2 separate regions of the Mus musculus genome follow, and region 1 is linked to region 2. The links are chromatin contacts, called in public ChIA-PET maps. All regions are on one chromosome and are shown on one strand. Each heading gives the region's core, a stretch centred on a gene start, on an enhancer-like site or on the middle of the called end of the contact. The rest is flanking DNA. Distances are from core to core; before and after follow the strand shown.

Region 1 (5,683 bases), core at 2,344-4,843, 360 kb after region 2:
ATCTAGTAGCTTCTCAGTCCCACGGGGCTAGTTGTTTCAGCTGGCAAGTAAATTCAAGTAGGCACAGAAGAGCGAATCTTCCTTCTTCCAATGTCCTTATGTAGGTCTCCAGCAGAAGGTGTGGCCCAGACTACAGGTGTCTTAATCCTTGCCTTAATCTCCTGAAATTAAAGGCATGTACTACCTTGCTTAGGGCCTAAGCTTTTCATGGCCACTGTGCCTCAAGATCTCCATGCCAAGATCCAGGTCAGAAACTTGTGTCTTCCAGCCTCAAGATCTGGATCACAGGTGAGCCCTCCAATTCTAGATTGCAGTTCATTCCAGATAGAGTCAAGTTGACAAGCAGGAATAGCCACTACAGCCCCCAAGAGGCAATTATCCCCCATTTAATCATTATGCCATCCACCTAGGCATTGGGAAAGAGGTGGTAGCAGCATGTCTGAGTAAATTCAATGGTATAGTCAGACAGAGTCAAAAGGAGGCTGGAGCTAGGCAAATCTTCCTTCATTTTCCTGCACAGGGACAGGAGTCAGAAACCCCTATGTTACCAAAGGTTTTCTATACTTCATCCGGGTAGAAATTTAGCAAGCATCCTATATAAGGGACAAGATACCTTGGCCCACAGAGATAGGAGCTGGGTTGAGGTGTGACAGACACCAACAGGTGTAGTGGTCCATCTTGTATGAGCTGTGTCAGTCAGAGACCCCCAGGGATATCAGCAGGACTCATGCAGTCACAGTTGGCTCCCAGGTCCAGCAGGGAAGGTCAGTGGGCAGAGCAGCGAAGATCCAGAGTATGTGGCGGGAGAAGACCCTAAGACGCATGACTACTCCCTCCACAAAGGGTTCCATAGGCTCCTACCATCACAGGGAAGGGGAGAGGGGAAGGCTGGATGCTGGAGAGCTTGTGCCTTCCTTGACCTAAGCATCCCAGGCTGAACTAACTCCAGTGCCCTAACTGACATCTTTTCCACCTCCATCTCCTAGTGGGTCGGGAATCATGGGAGGATCCAAAGTGCAGGTACAGCTTTGTGCTTTGGGATCACGTTTACTGAAGCTGTAAATTTCCTCAACGGACACAGGTACTACTTTGGCTTCTAACATGATGCATGGTTTGTTCGTTGTAGCCTGAGCTAAATATTTCATCCTTTCCCCCAAAGAAAAATCCCAGTTTCCCTAGCTCAGCCATGGCCCACACTGCTCCCCTCAAGCCTAAGGCCCACTTTGATATTTCACCTACCAGCCGTCTCTACCTCTGGATGTGGCCAAAATCGTCCACTTCTCCCCTCTACAACAACTAATCCTTGTAAACATTGCGGCAACACACACCCTTGCCTTCGCTCTGGAGGTTGCTTCCACCTGGCATGTTGTGTGCTATGAAAAAGAGATCTCTTTTAAGAGCTGGGGGTGCGGGACTCAGTTGTCAAGAGTTCCGCCTCCAGCACCTCATGCCTGTGACCTCAGCTCTCGGGAGGTGGAAGCAGGAGGACCGGAGTTCAAGGCCATCCTGAGCTGTATAGTGAGTCCGAAGCCATTTTGTCTCATCAAACAGTAGAGCCTCTTCTTTGTATAGGTAATAATCCCTGTGTTGAATATAGAACTTACAGTGTAGGCAAGTCGTAGATCTTGGCCCCTACTGACCCCCTATGCCTGATACCCTTGCATAGAGTTCAACCTAGGACCACATAGATAGCCAGCAGCCCTCCCCTCTCCCACTGTGACACCTGTGAAAATCAGGGTTCCTCACTCTGGTGAAGATCCTTGACTCAGAAGCCAGACTTGTAGCTTCCCACCATGGCCTGTGATGATGCCTTTCCTGGTCTAGCCTCTGCTTCCTTCCCCATCCTCATAAATTCTCCTCACAACTGATCCCCTTTCCTCTAACACAATGCCAGTCCCTCCTGTTTTGCTCTTGTTGTTCTGTGGGACTGGAATAAACGGCTTGACTCCTTCCTGTCCCTTGGGTCAAGCTGGGATGACATGTCCTCAGTAAGGACTGACCTAAATAGCACAGTTAAGCTGACCCCCCTCCTGCAGCCTCTATCATATTACCTGCTGTTTCCCTAGTGACACTTATCGGCCTCTGAAATCAATTTCCCACTCATTCGTCTGTCTGTACGTCACTTCGTTCTCTTTCTCTTCCGCAGAGATAAATGCTCCAGAGGTCAGAAAGGAGTCTGGCCCCGCTCTTGCTTTCAGAGTCTTGATCAGCGAATGGCACGTGTTGCTGAATGGCACCAGGTTAATGAATCTGCGGTTAAAATTGCGTATGGTGCTATTGTGCGCATCTCATAACGAGACGGCAGGTTGCTAACCAGCAAAGTCAAGTCTTTAGAATTTCTAGGCAGTGCTGCGATGTGCAATGAGAAGCCCATAGACAGAAGAATAAACGCCAGGAAATGAAAAACAATTTGCTAGGCAGTTAGCCTTGCATTCGAGTCCCCAAATGGAAACAAACATGGCAGGTTGATGCTAACACCATTGGTGGCTCTTACCAGATGTCATAACTCCATTTCCCAGAACTTCAGATAGCCAAAAAATAGCTATACCATTATGCGCTTGGAATATGAAACTGTTGAAGAATGTTTGTTTATTTGCTTGTGTGTCTTTGTCTGCGTCTACACACACACACACACACACACACACACACACACACACCATGGCATGCATGCTAAGGTCAGAAGACAGCTTGTAGGAGTCAATGCTGTTTGTCTACCATGTAGGTTACCAGAATCAAACTCAGGTCATTAGCTTTGGTGGCAAGTACTCTCACCTGCTGAGCCATCTCCTAAGCCTTACAAGAAAGTATCTTTAAAACTCATTTATGACTGAAATTAGATTTCTTTTCAGTATGTCCCCATGAAGATTTTTACATAAATAAAACCTCATTTTTATTTGATATTTACAAGTTTACTGAGGCTTGTTGATTGAACAGTACATGATATATCATGGAGAATGTTGGCTATAGTTCTAAAAGTGAGGGTTTTTTTTTAGTTTGGGGTGCTCTCTAGAGATTTACTATACCTATCTGTCTTGATAAGAAAAAGCATCATTTTAATGTAATTTATATAATATAAATGGTAGCAAAATGGTTTCCCTTTTCCTCGCTCATAATGCCTGCATATAAAAGGATGGGCAAGCCAACTCTCAGCATGTGTTTATATCTGTAAAGAATCACTGGACGTATTGCTTGTCATGACTGAATTTAAAACTAGAAAATGGCAAGTTTTAAAGTGGTCGCCTGCTTTGACAAAGCTATGCAAAACACACTCTTTTAGTGATCTGTTTCTGGCACCCAAACATTTTTTTTTGTCTCAGCACAAGTCTTCTGCATCCTGTTTGTGGTTTGAAAGGAAAAAAATCTGATCAGAGAGACTGATACAGCTCATACTAAATGATTGTCAGAGCAACCTTCCCACCTCCTCCTCCTCCTTCTCAAACATTCGAGTTTGTAAAAACTCTATTCACTGTGTCACTAAACCCACCGAGTGCCCACACTTTCACATGATTTGCCCCAACATGGAACCTCTGAAAATCTGCTGTCTACACCGCCATAGACCTGTCATAAGCAGTTCATGGAATTGGCATGATGAGGACTGGTATCAAGAGTCACTATCTTCTGTTACCTCATTCACTCCTAATCTTCAAGCCCCTGTGGTCTGAGGTTTCTCTTGCAGTTTCTTTTGTTCAGTTTAAGAAAAAACAGCTGCTTGGCAGACAAGCCTCATGACATCCTTTGAAGTCTTGTAAGATACTCGTTAGCAAATTATAAGGTCTGCTAAACAAAGGAAAAACTGTTTACTGGAAACTTGCTGGATTTCTCTTCCTTCAGTCCTCTCCCTAGCATCCCTCTCCCTTCTTCCTCTTCCCTCCCTTCCAATATTATGGCCTAGTGATTTCCTTCCAGATAAAACCTTCCATCTTGGAGGAAAGCTCCTTTAGACACAGGGAGGGGTGAAACAGTCCAAGCAGTAGGAAAGCTTGCTTGCTAAGCTAAGCTCAGGAAGAAAACAACTCAATAGCTTTAGGAAGTCCCTGAAACTGACCAGATTTACTAGGTCCCTCCCTCCCCTAGAGGTATGTGAATAGTAAGGCCTCCAAAAAGTCACCCAGACCAAGCAAGCTACCCTAAAGAGACAGAAACCAGCCCACTGCCTAAAAGACTCAACCTACCTTCCCAGCTGAGCTGCCCAGCAGTGGTTCCAGTCAACTGAACTGAAAAAGACTCTCCAACCTCCTAAACTCTCTTTGGTAGAACAAGAGCTCCAACAATGTAGCTTTTCATGAACTGTTGCTCAGGCTGGGTGGGCTTCTCAGAAATGCACCTGCCTCCGAGTTAGCTAGGTGATTGTAACTAACCCTGACAAGTTCACTGTGCAATGTTACACTTGGAATTACCTCATTCTACCATTTATGGGGAGAATTGATAATTGGTTCACATCTCCCCCAGGTACATCACACAATGGTTTCTGTCTTCAAAGGACATGACGTTCTTGTCTGAAGTGAAATGGCTAGATGATGACCAAGCCTGAGCTGAAATTCCACACCTCCTACTCAGGGTTCTTCTTGCGCGCGCTCGACTCGACCAGCAAGAACGACGCTGCAACAGGATCCTTCTGCACACGTTTATTGGGAGAGCTTGATTGCAGAGGCGAAAAGACTTTTTGCCCAGAGCTGGTGCTGCTTTTATAGGCCTAGGAGAGGCGTGTCTCATACCCTGATTGGTTATGCACTAAGCCTCATTTGCATGTTCCTCATCTGATTGGCTACTCTCTCTCAGTACCTCACTAATCCTCATTATCATACCTCATTTGCATGTCTCACATCCGATTGGTTATACTCTCAGTACCTTACAGAACCTCATTATCATGCCTGGGCCAGGCAGTGTTTTTGCAAAAAACTTTACTGCATATGTACACATTGGTTGTTTGTCCAATCTTATGCATGGTGGCCAGCAGTAGTCAGTGCCACTCAGCAACGGCACATGTGGCTTCCCACAGGTTCTTTATTCTCCATGGTCCCCATTATTTCACTTTGGTTATGTGGATGGTATTGGCTGAACATTTTGGAATTGTGGGACTACTCCAGTGTGATAGGAAGTGTTTTAGTCACTGTCCTATTGCTGTGAAGAGGCACCATGACCATGGCAACTCATACAAATGAAAGCATTTAACTGGGGATTGCTTACAGTTCAGAGGTTTAGTCTATTATATGCATGGGGGGTGAGAGGCATGGTGACACACAGACAGACATGGTATGTGAGAGTTCTACATCTGACTCTGAAGGCAGCAGAAAGAGAAAAACCCTGGGTCTGGCATGGGCTTTTGAAACCCCAAAGTCCACCCCCAATGACACACTTCCTCCAACAAGGTCATACCTATTCCAACAAGGCCACATGTTCTAATCCCTCTCAAGTAGTGTCTCTCCACAGTGACTAAGCATTTAAACATATGACTTTTTAAATTCATACTACCACAACAAGTTAACAAGCTAATTCTAGGTTTAAAACATTATTACTTTGTATGGCTTGTATTATGTGATTCTTGGTATGGCCTAGCTGGTCATCCGAGCCACTTTCCAGATGATGAAGATGATAGAGTAATCTTGCTGAAGCACAGGAGCATTTGGAAGAACTGTGCTCTACTCTCATTCAAGCAATCATCCAACTTAAGACGTGGAATTGG
Region 2 (5,246 bases), core at 548-3,047:
TCTCCATGGCTACGGCTTTCTATGACATCTTGAGCCTGCATCATACTTCACCTCTGTTGGCTCTCACCCAGTGCTGCCCATTCTGGGTCTTTTGCTTCTCCATGTAAATTTTAGAATCAGCTTGTTGACACACTCAAAATAACTTGCTGAAAATGTAATCTGAATGACGATTCTCCTTCCTTTTTAAATTCCCGGGAAGATTTGATATTATATCAGTTGTACTAGATTCATTCTTGATATATAAACTTGACAGAAATTAACGGAGCTGTCTGGAGTTTTCCTTGGTGGAAAGATTTTGAATTACAAGATCCATTTCTTGAGTAAAGTATTATTTAAATGATCTAGTCTTAGTTTATTTAAGTTATCTTATTAAAATTATCTATTCTTAGTCAGTCTCGATACTTACTTTACCAAGAATTAATTCCTTTCAGTTGAATTTTTCAGTCACCCAAATTAAATGACTGAGATTATATGCTTTCCTGTTTTTATCTAGTGCCTCTTTTAATTTTTTTTTTCTTTTTCTTTCTGGAGATAGTGGTTCTGCAGCCCAGGCTGGCCTGAGCTAGAGTTGGTTGTGAGCAGTCATGTGGGTTCTCTGCAAGAACAGCAAGTGTTTTTAACAGCTCCCCAGCCTCCAACTCTAGGTTATTATTTGTAAAGCACATATTTGACGTTTGGCACATCAGAATTTTGGTGCTTTTTTCTGGCTTACTTCTAACACACACTAATAACAGGTGATCATAAGCACAGAAAACTGTTGAAGTTCTTTTGGGCTCAGCATATGGCTCTCCTCTGTTAAAATGTTCATATCCACTTGGCAATAATTTGAATTTTATTATCACTAGGGACATGTTTTATATATCAATTAAGCCAGGTCTATTCGTTATAGTTTTCAGATTTTCAATGTCCTGGCTGATTTCTTGTCAGGTCTGGAGTGAGATGTGTGGAAGTCTTGTATTCCAAGTCTTGATTGGTCCATCTGTCTTAATTCTGTCTGTTGTGACTGCATCTTTTGATGCATTAGATACATTTATGTATGTGTCTGCATGTGCTTACATACACATATAACATGATTTGCATATGAACACATTAAACCTATATTGTGAGCTATGGACAGGCTAGGACTGTGAATTTATTAGGAAATGAATTGTTCTACACCATTACGAAATGGTCACTTTTCTTCTTTAAAATGTATCTTAAAATCTATTTATCTAATATTAGAATTTTTACATCTCCTTTGTTTAGACTTTTAGATTGCATCTCCCCCATCCCCACCCCTAATTTTCTATGCTCCTAAAAAGATTCTGGGACAACATGGAAAGTCAAGAGTTAACTCTGTAGAGTCAACGTTCTCCAAAGGGAATTACTGGTAATTATCCCCAGCCTCCAGGCCTGAAAAAGACTGTTCAGTCTCAGCCCCTCTCTCATGTATGCTCCCACTTCTCTTCCTTGTCTCTTTTCTCCTTGTAGCTTCCTTGAGGTCATATCTCCTGATTCAGGTCTGCTTGTAAGTGTCTGTCTTGGTCTATCTTTAGGAAACCTGACCTAAAATCCTCTCTTTCTGGAGCTGTGGATATGAGACCCCAATTGAAAACCCAAGCTGCGTATTGAATACTCTTTTGGCTGGGGTGCTCATCAAAAGTTCTGCTAAGCCGCTGGGCTATACACTGAACTCGGGAGTTCCCATCTCTCTTTCATCTTGCTCTACAAATCTTCAGTTGCTCTTTGGTGCTGTTAAACAGGCTGAGCTTTTTGTAGGTATTTTTAGCAAGGGCTCGTTATGGGGGTGAGGGGAAGCAAGCTCCCATTCCAGGAAGCAGAACTCGCAGCCTTCGGTTTTACTAGGAAACCACAGAGTGATGTGGAAGAAACTGTTTTCTTGCAGGTCCGTGGCTCTGCACGACATGTGTGCTCTCTTCCCCCACCCTGACCCCGTGTTTTCATTTTCCAACAGCTACGTGTTTAGAAGTTTTGGTAGCAGGTAGCATAGTTATTACATAACCCCTGCAGCTAAATCTTCCAGCTACTGAGTTTTTATACGTGCAGAAAAACATACAGGTAGGGTAGCCCTTGGAACAACGATGGTGCGCGCGCGCGTGCGTGTGTGTGTGTGTGTGGGGGGGGGGTGTGGGGGTGTGTGTGTGTGTGTGTGTGTAAGTGGGAGCCAGGTGTCAAAGAAGCCTTCTTAGCTGTCCCCTCCCCATTTATCCAAGAACTCTCTGGCCACCGCACTGGAATACCTGCCAGAGGGGTCCCACCCTTTCTGCAGTTACTGTCTACTTCAGTTACGTGGTATCGCCCCCTGGTGGTTAAGAACGGTCAAGCCCTTTATTAAGCGGCTCCAGAATGCCGCTGGTCTAAGTGAGCTCTCTGTCTGCAATGGGAAGACAGAATTTTTAAGAGATGCAAAGACATAAGACAGGATATTCAGCTCTTAATATAACAATGAATTTCTCCCTCTGGATTCACAGCTTTGGTCACCTGAGAGCTAGACAGTGACCAGTTCTTTTGTGAATTCTTTGTTTTTGGTTTTTGTTTTGTTTTGTTTTGGTTTTTGGTTGGTTGGTTTTTGTTTTGCTTTAAAAGTCTGGGGCAGAGAGATGACTCAGTGGTTAAGAGCACTTGCTGCCTTTGAAGGAGACCTGAGTTTGGTTCCCATTGCCCACCTGACAGCTCACCACCTTCTAAAACCCCAGTTCCAGGGTATATAAAGCTGTCCTCTGGCCTTGGGGGACACCAGGCACACATATGGTGCATATGCATGAAAGACCTTCATACACATAAGAAATAAAGATAAATCTTTTTTTTAAGTCAATAGGTTGCAGGTTGAGAGGTCACTATGTTTTCTGGGAGACTTAAAATTTTGTGGGGTCTGTCTCTAAATAGACAGTGCAAGTGGGTTAGCGCATAGGATGTGTGTGCCTCATAGTGGAAGAGCTTATGTGTGATGGGGTAGGCTTTGTTGCTGTGCACCTCACACCTTACTCCTTGCTGGTCCATTTGTCTCTTTGTTTCTGGTCAGGTAACACCCCCAAATGGCTCTCCTCCAGATGGTTGCTTTGAGCCCAGGTTCTTTTCAGTCTATGGCTTTGTGCTTCTCTAGCACATAAAAGAGCTTTCCCAGGATGTTAGAGAAGGTAACTGGGGCTGTGCAAGACAGTGGTATGAGCCAGACTTGGAATTCACACTCACCACTGGTGACCTCTTTGAGCATTCTATTGGCGAGGATTCACTGTATGGCTGCACCTGCCCACAAGGGAGGCTGGGAAATGTAGTTTAACTGATCTCTCTGGAAGAAGAGATAAACTATATAGCCAGATCTCTCTCTTAGATCTCTCCCCCCCCCACTTCCAGGGAGGGACAGAGGGAGCTGGAGGGAGAGGGGGGAGGGAGGGAGAGGGGGGAGGGAGGGAGGGAGGGAGGGAGGGAGAGAGAGAGAGAGAGAGAGAGAGAGAGAGAGAGAGAGAGAGAAAGGCAATGAATGTAAGTTTCTGCCAAGGCCTCTCACCGTGTTTACTTAGGCCGAGTTGGTAGCTGTACTGGGCGTGACTGGTTTTCAGCTTCTTCATCGAAAAGGAAGAGGGTTTTCAAACACAACTGTGGTTAATTTCCTGGTCCTAGCAGACAACATGGCTTCTAAGTAAACTTAAATTAAAACCTGAGATAATATAAAAATGTAGAAATGTCGAGCCTGCGCTCTGAGAACTTTCACAGTGTCAGTCTGGTCAACACTGCTTAGCTCAAGAAATAGAGCATTATTCAGGTTCACAAGCTGCCACGGGTGCTGTGGAGGAGTTCTGGTGGTGGTGGTGTTTGTTGTTGTGGTAGTGGTGGTATATGTGTTTGTGTGTGTGACAGCCACAGAACTGTTGATCATTTGTGCTGTGGGTCTCTCTCTCTCTCTCTCTCTCAAATTTTTATCATGTTTTCCCCACCCGGACTCCTCCCAGACCCTTTCCACCTCCCTATACCCTCGGCTTTATGATTTCCCCTTTCAAAAAAACCAAACAAACATAACCAAAACAAACAGAAACAAAAAGACAAAAAGAAACAGACAGCACACATAACACACACACACACACACACACACACACACACACACACACACGAGTCCTGGAGTTCATTTTTTTGTGTTGGCTAACTATGGGTGGGCAGAGGGCCTACCCTGAAGTGTGGCTGACAGACTGAGACTCCATTGGGGGCCAAACCAAAACCAAACCAACCAACCAACCAACCAACCAAAACCCCAGATTTTTCCTTTGCCAACGGGTATCGGTTGTAGAAAGCTTCCTGGTAAGGGTTGGGGCTCCTTGTTCCTTCCCCGCTCTCCATGCTGGAACCCTGTTTGGCTTGAGTGTGTTCAGGTCTTGTGTGCTGCCATGGTCCCCGTGGGTTTATATGTGCATCAGTCCTGCTGCATCTGAAAGACACTGTTTCTCTGGAGTCACCTATCCCCTCTGGCTTTTACAATCTTTCTGTCCCCTCTGCTGCAGAGATCCATGAGCCCTGAGGAAGGCTTTGAGGAAGACATCCCACTTCGGTCTGAGCATTCCAAAGTCCCTTATGCTCAGCACATCGTCCAGCTGTGGTCTGTGTTAATCCCTATCCACTGCAAGAAGAAACCTGTCTGCTGAGGGCAGGGTGAGCATTGTACTCAAAGCTGAAGAGGATGGCGAGTGAGGCCAGGGTTTCTCTGTATAGCCCTGGCTGTCCCGGAACTCACTCTGTAGACCAGGCTGGCCTCGAACTCAGAAATTCGCCTGCCTCTGCCTCCCAAGTGCTGGGATTAAAGGCATGCGCCACCACTGCCCGGCAGTAAATTCCTCTTAATGACCTTTCTTGTGTGATTTTTGGAAGGCAGGCCGGATACAGTAAGTCTTTCTTCTAGAGAGTTTGGCTTCAATGAAGCCAAACCAAGATGGCTACCAGCTTCAAGAGTGACAGAGCTGATTGTGGCTGTAGTCCTGGTGCCAGCTATAGCAGCTGCTTGCTGTCCTCAGTTGAGATCTATAACTCACATGTTCTTGAATATAAGGATTGTGACATCATAACATTCTGCATATTCTTCTCCAGTCCTTACCACAACTTACTAGTCTTTGATTTCCCTATAGGAAAATCTTTTGTAGGACATACTCAAATGGCTTCTGGGTTTTTGTATTTGATACAAATGACAAGGGATGATAATACTACTAGTATTTGGGGAGCACAAAGATTTGTCAAGCTACAGAATAAAAATACCCTTTGCA

The links. ChIA-PET counts read pairs in DNA pulled down with a chosen protein or histone mark.
Region 1: an RNA polymerase II ChIA-PET map of memory CD8 T cells shows a contact between it and region 2, with 18 read pairs. The contact joins two enhancer-like sites. A contact is called at or near these places in 4 of 39 promoter capture datasets (cranial neural crest, hippocampal neurons, liver and 1 more) and 1 of 115 datasets of contacts at active chromatin or transcription factors (memory CD8 T cells).

What each region holds. Positions count from the first base shown.
Region 1 is chr13:56,503,723-56,509,405 of GRCm38.p6, forward strand. No RefSeq gene overlaps it. Among named protein-coding and RNA genes, the nearest start is that of Fbxl21, 16 kb to the right of the region's middle. Within about 2 kb of position 3,594, at least 33 of the 459 cell types and tissues checked have an H3K27ac peak or open chromatin away from gene starts, as enhancers often do. A contact at or near this core is called in memory CD8 T cells, where this site is marked.
Region 2 is chr13:56,149,739-56,154,984 of GRCm38.p6, forward strand. No RefSeq gene overlaps it. Among named protein-coding and RNA genes, the nearest start is that of Gm31657, 14 kb to the right of the region's middle. Within about 2 kb of position 1,798, at least 99 of the 459 cell types and tissues checked have an H3K27ac peak or open chromatin away from gene starts, as enhancers often do. A contact at or near this core is called in memory CD8 T cells, where this site is marked.